Linked DNA regions of Mus musculus: region 2 is linked to region 1. The links are chromatin contacts, called in public Hi-C maps. All regions are on one chromosome and are shown on one strand. Each heading gives the region's core, a stretch centred on a gene start, on an enhancer-like site or on the middle of the called end of the contact. The rest is flanking DNA. Distances are from core to core; before and after follow the strand shown. Region 1 overlaps Pdgfc (platelet-derived growth factor, C polypeptide). Region 2 has its middle 150 kb from the start of Gm52636.

What was found. Hi-C and Micro-C count contacts between places; a contact is called where the count stands out from the background.
Region 2: a contact with region 1 is called in a Hi-C map of cumulus cells, with 3 times the contacts expected there. The contact joins two enhancer-like sites.

The regions. Positions count from the first base shown.
Region 1 is chr3:81,099,661-81,104,699 of GRCm38.p6, reverse strand. The region is part of intron 1 of Pdgfc (platelet-derived growth factor, C polypeptide); the gene reads right to left. Among named protein-coding and RNA genes, the nearest start is that of Pdgfc, 66 kb to the right of the region's middle. Within about 2 kb of position 1,834, at least 141 of the 459 cell types and tissues checked have an H3K27ac peak or open chromatin away from gene starts, as enhancers often do.
Region 2 is chr3:81,480,792-81,485,210 of GRCm38.p6, reverse strand. No RefSeq gene overlaps it. Among named protein-coding and RNA genes, the nearest start is that of Gm52636, 150 kb to the left of the region's middle. Within about 2 kb of position 1,645, at least 10 of the 459 cell types and tissues checked have an H3K27ac peak or open chromatin away from gene starts, as enhancers often do.

The sequences.
Region 1 (5,039 bases), core at 585-3,084:
TCTCATGAGTGATATAGGGAAAACCCTACGTCAGTCACAGACAATACTATGTATATGTGTTTTGGGTATCACATAGAGTTTCTGCTAGTAATGATGTAAGATAAAAAGTGGCATGTGCTACACAATTATCAAAGTATTCAATCTGTAAAACTATCAAATATTAGCAATATTCAAAACATAAGATATTTTGAAATGTTTTCTTATACTTCTGACATATTTTAATTTTTTATTTTTGATATTATAATATAATTACATGTCTCTCTTCTTTTGTAGTGATTCAAACAATATCATATAACTCCCCACTCTCATTCAAATTCATGGCTTCCTTTTTCACATTATTTGATATTATGCATATATGCATATGCATAAATAACCCTCAATATACTTGTTCAGTCTGTAAAACATTACTTGTGTACATGTTCAGGACTGACAATTAGGTATTGAACAACCAACCAATAGGTGTGTTCTCCTCTGGAAATGACCACCTCTGCTAAAGTCAGCTTTCTTCCATTGCCTTTATTTATTTATTTATTTATTCATTTATTTATTTATTTTCTGTAAGATTGCAGCCTTGGGGTCTTTACACATCCACTTTGGTATGTCCCTTGGTATTGTCCTTGTTAGTTTTTTGGGTTTTTTTTTTTTTTTGACAATTTTGTATGTAGAGGACAACTTGTAGGAGTTGCTCTCTCCTTCAACCATGTGGATTCCAGGGACTTAACTCATGTCCTCAGACTTCACAGTAAACACGCTTACCCACTGAGCTGCCTTGCCCTTTAAAATGAAATACATTTATATGTAACAATCAATAAAAAAGTAACTTTAGTGACCCTCACAGTTGTTTACAATAGTAAATTCTGTTTATTAAAAAAATACCTACATGATCCTCAAAGTGATTAACAAATGCATTCTTGTTCTAAGGAGAGAGATAAGTCAAACTGCTGATCATGCAGGAAAAGAGCACCTGAGAGAAAACACTCAACACAGCATAGAATCCATGAACTGTGCAATTTGAGACTGTAATCTGGGGTGTGAGCTGCTTGGTCCTGGAGTTCACTGGTCAGCCAGTCTATTCAAATGAATAGACTCCAGGTTACATGAGAGAACATCTATCCAATAAATATATAATATATACATATAGACTAGCACACATACATACATACATACATACATACATACATACATGCATATATACATGCATATATCCATTCATAAGGAAGGTACACCGGGACTAGGAATGACAACCTCAACTTTGGATATCCTAGTGCATTTGCACACACAGGAAAATGTACAGACACCACAAATATACACAATGTTTGTATCTCTCTATGTATATGGCACATAAGTGTCTTTGAACAAGCATGAGACTGAACTCTGAGCAAGGCAGAGTAAGCAGGAAAGAAGAGTGAAACAGAAAAAGCGAATGAGGCCAATTTAAAAAAAAAAAAAGCTGAGTGCTGATTCACTGAGACAGTAAACACCACAAACCTATTAAAGGTTAGCTCTGCTGCATTAATAATTAATCCCTTTTCATTAGAGTGAATCAAAACAAGCTCGCTTAGCCAAAACCTTGGCAGAAAACAAGGGAGATTAGACGATTGTAATATTTTAACTACAAACTTCAAAGAAATACCGGGATTAAGGGATCCTGATTCCCTAAATATTAATGAAAGCAACAAACTCATCTCATCAAGTCTAATGCCTGTTTACCAGATACATTGTTTAGAAACATATAGAGAATCACTAAAGGATTGTTAAAAGAACTACTTAGCCGTCTAAATCTTGCAGAGTTAGCTGTAGACATCATTGGTCTGGGGCTTGTTGGAGGATCATCTGCTCTCAGTCAGTCTCTGTAAATGCATCATGCACAGCTAGAGGCACAGGAGATGCTTGCACACACTGATTCACATGCTCAGTTACTCTCCTAAGCTACGAATTAACAGGATTGTCAGTTTACAGAAGCTACTCTGTAGATCAAGGCTGTCTTGTGCCTGGGTACACAGCTGTCTAGACTGGACTGTAAAGGAGAGTACCCTCGGCTGTGAATTCCTTCATCCCCTTCCAGGAACCATTTTCAACATAAAGTCAGCAACTTTTATTCAAATTTGAACAAAGCAAGTTTTATTTAGAATGTTACTAGATATTTCATGTAAACAAATAAAAATTAAGAAAATTCATGCATAAAACATTAAGCATAAATTAACAGCTGAAGTGGACAAGGGTGTGACTCAAGGCCTGTTGTGTACACACAAAAGGACCAGAGCTCCACCCTGGCTCTGCAAATAAAACAAAGATAAAAATACCGAAACTGCTGCAGTAGCCATGGTGATTTCTGAACAGCAAGTGACTGTATTTAGCAACTGAAAGGAAGAGAAATCAGGAAGTGCCCTCCCCCCCCCACCTCACCCCAGACTCATAGGCACTAGAAGTCCAGGAAAACCACAGGCAGCCCCAATACACTCAGCCCTGGACACACACATGACATTCTACAAAACTGATGTTTACTGAGCAATAGGAGAGATGGAACTTTCCTTCAAAAAAAATCAAGGCTTAAAATTGGTCTGAAAAGATGTGTGTTGTGTTGACCATTTGCTGAGAAGGTGGTGTGGTTTTTGGGCAGAAATGATTTCTTTGTGAGAATCTCACATTATTCATGGTAAAGAAGGCCCATTAATATTCACTGCCAATAACAAGGGATTGTTTATTCTTTTGTTTGTTTGTTTGTTTGTTTCTCAAGACAGTTTTTCTGTGTAGTCCTGGCTGTCCTGGAACTTGCTCTGTAGATCAGGCTGGCCTTAAACTCCACCTGCCTCTGACTCCCTAGCACCATTTCTTTGACCTCTCTTTGTAACTGTGACCCTGCGTAATTAACTTGGTTTGTGGCTTTTTTCTGATTGCTTCAAGAACATCATAATCATGGCCCCTAAAGCTCTTCCCATGACTAAGGCAGGAGGGATGCTGCCTTATGATTGCCTGTGCAATCTTAAGTAGAAAAGAAGGGCATGCGTGTGTTGTGGTTCACACCTGTAACCCCAACCCGGAGTAGTCTGAGATAGAACGCACCAGAGGACAAAGCCAGCCTAGGCTTCATGGCAAGCTACCAATCTGTTCTACAGAGTGAGGAAGTGGGAACCATTGCTCAAAAAATATCAAAATAACAAACACATTGGCCTTGGATGGCTCAAACTCAAATCCTAGAATTAGAAAGGTTGAAGCAGGAGAACTGCTGACTATTGAAGGCTGGTATGATCAACACAGCTCAAGGTCACTGTGGGCTGGACATCAAGACTCAGCATGAAATAATAACATATTGCATTTTGCATGTGAATCTGACTGACAAAGTTTGGGCAATGCCCTCCCATTAAAATATGTCTGAAGACTATCTTGTGCAATAAAGTCTGAGGTACGGTCTTTGAAACATGATATATGACTAAGTCCTCAGGAATTCCAGACCTTCTAAAACAGGTGGAGAGCTGTCTGTCCCTTCTACCAAGTCCAAAGGATGAAGGAGAAAGCCAAGCCTAATACAGATACTGAATTTCCAGGCCTTTTAACCAATGGCTTCACAGACTTACCAAATGGCAAGTGACACATTTCTACTATTCATTAATTTCTTATAATACAATCTGGTAAAACTAAGTCAAAAATAAAGAAAACAGGTAAAGTATGTTACTGTGAACTACAAAGGTTCATAACTAAGGCTAGGCTAACCCAGCCTGGTGTAGATACCTCACAGGTCTAAGCTCCTTGTTCACAGAATGTGTGCAGTGTCAGTTCCATCCTGCTGTCCTTTGCATCCCATAGGAATAGGCACTTGTCCCTCTTCCCAAGCTATCATTCTCCTATTTATACTGAAAAGAATCCATCCTCACATTCTTTATGATACTGGGAATGTTAGTCATAAGTTCTAAAAAAAAGCTGTGTTTCTCCAGGAACTCCATCTTGCTGGCATGCATGCATGCTTGAGTTAAACATTTCATGATTAAAACCAACAAAAGAAAGGTCATAAATCCAGCACTGCCTTAGGACTCTAATCTCTCAGCCAAGCTTCGGGAATATACAGGGGGCTCCACCAAGGCACTCGCTCTGGTTATGCACATCCTAACCTAACTACTTGTATTCCCACTGCCCTCTTAAATTATCTTTGGATGTTTCTCACTGAGGTGCTCACTACAGCATCCAAAAGAACTTTCGATCTCATTTTACATGGCTATTCTGCAGCACGTGATAGTGTATGCCATCATGTTTGCTTTGCTCTTCATAAAAGCACCAGTTTTCTGGTAATACCTCTCATCTGTCCAATGTGGTCCTAACTTTAGTTCTTCTCTTTAAATAATGGTATTTACTGTACCTTGAACCTTCCATTTCCCACTTTTGATGATAATCTAACTCTGTCAAGTCAGAGATCCCAACTTGATTGATAGCTTCCAAACATTTGACTTTTATACCTAAGTCCATGAGCTATATCTCTAAGTAAATATACCCATTTCTATTAAGTTAAGAAATGAAAATTATGGAACATGGGAATATAAACATTAAAAGTTCCAACTCCCCCATTTCCTCTATTCTGGGATGCCATCACCTCTGTTTTCATTGAATCTTCATTTCCAATTTTGACCTGTAAACATCTAATTCATAATTCTTACTGGAAATATCTGTGTCCAGGTTTGACCTTCCTTTTCTGTTGGATCTTAAAAATTCAGGCTCAAAACCCATGGAAAGACTGGTGGCTTTCCTTTAAACATTTTTAAAGGCCCATCCAACATACAGAACTATGTTGTATGCAACCTTTAAAAAGTTACCTGGGCTCAGCAGCAGCATCTCTAAAAAGTACCACACTGGAGAGAAACTTCAGTAGGCAGAGGAAGTAAGTGAATGTGAGTATATGAAGCCTGGGAAGTGAGAGGTGTTAATTTTAAATGCAATGTTGGCATATTATAGTCTCAAGGGATGTGTAAGGGGGACTCAGTGAGACAGAGGGAAAGAAATAATATACAATTCATCTTCCATACCAGTGCCAAGAGGTATGTTTTCTGCAG
Region 2 (4,419 bases), core at 396-2,895, 380 kb before region 1:
CACCAACCAAAGAGGACACATGAAGAGAACTATGGCTCCAGCTGGATATGTAGCAGAGGATTGCCACATCGGGCATCACTGGGAGGGAAGTCCCTTGATCCTGTGGAGGCTTGATAACCCAGGATTAGGGAATGCTAGGGCCCTGAGGCAAGAATGGGTGAGAGGGTCTGGGAGCACCTTCATGGAGGCAGGGAAGGGGATGGGCATTTGTGGAGGGGAAAATGGGAAGGGGGATAACATTTGAAATGTCAATAAATAAAATAACCAATTATTTTCTAATAGAAAGGAGCAAGGAAAGGGTGTGCAAAGAGCACAGCATAATTAGCATAATTAGCTCCTTGTAGTTAACATTTCAGAAACTCTCCCACCTACCCCATGCTTCTCCTACCTCTCTGATATGTGAATCCTAAGGAGTAATTTTTATAAGAGAGTATTTTCTTTCTTCTAGTTCAATATCTTATGATGTATTTAATGATGCATATATTTCATCAGTAGCAAGCATAAAAGACAGTTACAAAATTTTGCATTTTTATGATATTGGAATGCAAATATACATTTAAGCCATAAAGGAATTGGATCAAAAGCAGTTTTTATGTTAAGCCCACATAAAATGAATGTAAGAACTTGTGCAAATTCCTGGGTCACAATTATTTTATTTATCTTGTGTGGATAATTTTGGATAGTCACCAATACACCTATTCTTCCCTGGCTGCTGTTTTGAGCCCAGAATATAGCAAGTAAGACCAGCTCATTATGAGCACACACCTGAAAATGTGAACAGGTGGAAATTAACTGGCAAGAATCATTTAAGCAAATTAAAATATGCATATGCTAGCGTTCGACATCACAGTGATTCACTGTCCACTGAGCTGCACAGATGGTATTTCATTGAATGTTCAGAAATTCACAGGTATTTGCAATGAACCAGAATCCAAGGGAGGTATGTGTGGACCAGTCTTGAAGGACAGTAAGGTTGATGTTACACAGACAGATGAGAGAGGGTTGAAATGCTAGCCAGGCAACACTGCACTTCCTGGCAGCATAACATTTTCGTCTCTTTTTTAATAACAGAGGCAATATTTCAAATGATCCCACATTCAAGGTCTGAATTTATAATTATTAAATACTACCATTATATTAGGAGTCCTGGAAACCAAGCAATAGATTTTAAAGCCCAAGCCTTTAAGGCAGCGTTTATTGCAAGCACTCAATTAGCCAGAAGATGAAGGAAAAAACTTAACATTCACTGACCCTCAGTTCTCAAGTATAAGAGAAGAGCTTCTCACAGGACTTCTGAAAATGATATAGAATTGTCTTAGATGCTCATGTACAACTGAAGAGATGAGCATACACTTGGTGTTGATTGCTGGTCTGTGCTCTTACTGGAGAAGAAATCCTTTCCAACTCATGGTATAAATTGGTGCAACATATTATGACATACTTTGATACAGTTCCCAACTCCTATCTTAAGCAAGAATATTTGCCACTATTTAATCCTATTACATCCATTCTACTTAATAAAGTTATTTCATCTGTAAGTTATACTCAAACTGGATTTTCGAAGGACCATTTTCCCGTAAGATCAGAGGGGATTGTGACCTGACAGTTCTGCTATTGATAGATCCAGCCACAGGGTGTCATGCTAACAGTACTGACCAGCCTGCCCAGAAGCAGGACTATGGCTGCAGCAATCAAGCAGTGACATAAGCAGTGTCATGGGCAGTGAAGGATAAATAATGAAAGCTCTGACTCTTTGCCAAGCTTAATATTTGATTTGTTTCCTTAGCAAAATGAATCAGTATTTTACTAGATATACTTTGTAATTTTTAGAATGACCTTCAAACTAATATAAAACCCCTAACCTAAAACATCAGGAGTTGCTTCAGTCTTTCCAAGTTCATCAGTCATTGCTTGCCTTTGAGATGATAGAAGAATATACAATACTTGATACCTTTCTATGTCCAGTTTTAAAGGCAAATAAAACAGTTGATAGCTGTAGCTATAGAACTTAATTCCTCCTAAATATCTGATTCCATATATTTAATCAGAGTATTAGATATTCTTTTAGAAGTTTCAGTGAGGATTATGCATGGTGTACGGAACTTACCTTGAATCTGGAAATGCTTTCAACCTTGAGTTAGCAGCCTGAAAACCCAGTTTGGCTGTAATCCCTCCAAACATAGAGCCTAGGCACAACCTGCCTTCTCTCTGATTAGGTCTAACACAGTCGTCTGAAGAAGGGCAGCTTTAACTGTTATAGAGAAATAGGCTGCAAATGACTCCAAAGTACTCCTTGCATTCTCACATTCCCAGGACAAGGTTAATGTGAGGTGACAGACACTTTCAATCTGTCTTCTTTTGTCACTTAAGTCTTTGTCAGAAATCTGAGACAGGAACTCTCTTCTACTTACTTACTTTGAAATGGGAACTTTCCCCTGCTTAATTACAAAGCTTGTTCATCCAGTCACATTATGCAGAAAACAGACCAGCAAATCTGTCTGAGAAAGCTAGAGTTAATCCTTATCACTTCCACAATTTATTTATCAGTGAGTGAGAATTATGAATCATATGACCACATGAATGAGACATAAAGTTCCGATGTGGTTACAGCAATGAAAGAAAAAATTTACACCAGAGGGCACCACATATTGTGATGGTGTTATAGCTACTGCCAGAGATCAGAGGACGATTTCCAGAGTAAGCCATGACAAATGTAGAATGTGATCAGCTAGCAGTGGATCGTCAATCAGGCAGAGAGCTGAGAGAGATCTACTGAGCAGTCATACAAGAAGACACCAGGCAAAGCTCCGGACATGAGGAAGTTCAGGTCGTAGATCCCCAGGAAGGGCAGTGAGGTGCAGGAGCACTGAGGTGGCAGTGCTCCTTAAAGATGCAAGTACGGGATTGTCGTCTTTGAACTTTGGTCTTCTAACGTGAGAGAGCAAGCGAATGTTCAGAGCAAGAACAAGTTTGGGAAGAGAGAAAGAGTCTGATGTGTCTGTGCCCTATTGGCAGTTCAAGGAGGATTACCTTCTGTTTAGAATGTCAAACAATTTCAGTGGGCTCACAGAGATGAGTCACAAAAGGGCAGGCGTGAACTTGGATTGAGGGGTCAATGCTAGATGGATTTAAAGACAGACTTGAGGGATAGGATAGAGAAAAATGCTTTTCTGTCTATGGACACTATGGGGGAGGCAAAGCTTTAATTTCAGAATCTTATTGAATCACGAAATTCTATCCTAAAAGAACAAACAAACAAAAATCAGAAACAACAAGAAGAAATGCTGCATCTTCATGAATCCAAGTATTTAAGTAAAAATCGAGCACAGGTGTTGTGGATTCCCTTCTTAGCCCCAGAGGAGCCTGTAACCAAGCACACCAGCTTGGCAAAGTGGATTTTTCAGATGTGGTCAGCTAAAGCATTCTGCAGTGCAGAAGTTATTGTGAATTATCCCTATGAATTCAACTGAATCCTTAGCAGATTTTCAAAGAGATGTGAGAATTATTCAAAGGACTCAAGGTGGTAGTGAAAAACTTGGGAGATGCTACATGGCTTGTAGGGTAAACGTCCATGAGCTAAGGAAGCTTGGTGACACCAGTGGCTGGAAAAGGGACAGAAAGGTGTCTCCCCGCACCTGAAAAGAAAACAGCATTATTAGGACATTGATTTGGTCCATTTCCTGTTCATCATTTCCAGTATAGTAAAATAAGAATAAAGATCCATCATTTTTCATTTCAACGCCAATATTTCTTTCTTACTGTGACAATAGAAAATAAAGGGCAGAACTCTGAGTGTTCCCAGGTTTTCGTGTGTATCAAACCAGTAGAATGAAATCAACATATTGTCTATTTCTTTGTTTTACCTCTATTAAAGTAATCAATATTTGAAGATAAAATAGCTACCACAGAGCAATTGAGAATTTTTATTATGGACCAACTGAAACTGGAAAACAACAGACTCAGATTTGTTTTGTTTTGGCCTTTCTTATTGAATATTTCCTAACAATAAATTTTTCTGAAGGATTATGTATTTTCCTAATATTGGAAAAATGGGTTTTGTAAATACAGCAGAATGTTAATTTTCTAAAGATAGATATATGTGACCACATAAATTAAATAAATTTAGTTTGAACATTCACAAGATGTTTGAAGACAAAAGGAGAAATATTAAAAATATTCTATTTTGATGAGCATATGTTTCATGTCTGCATTAAAAACATATTTAAAGATCCTACTTCAGAAAGTATTTGGATCTTCTTTTATGCATTTATTTAAATTTACAGACTTTAAAGACAGATTCAGAAAAGAACACCAAAGGCAAATCAGCTACCCTGTGGAGCTTTCTAATAAGACAGAAAAACAACGTGGTATAAGCAATAATTACAGGGAATTCAGAGTACTTATTTTAAGAAGTCTAGA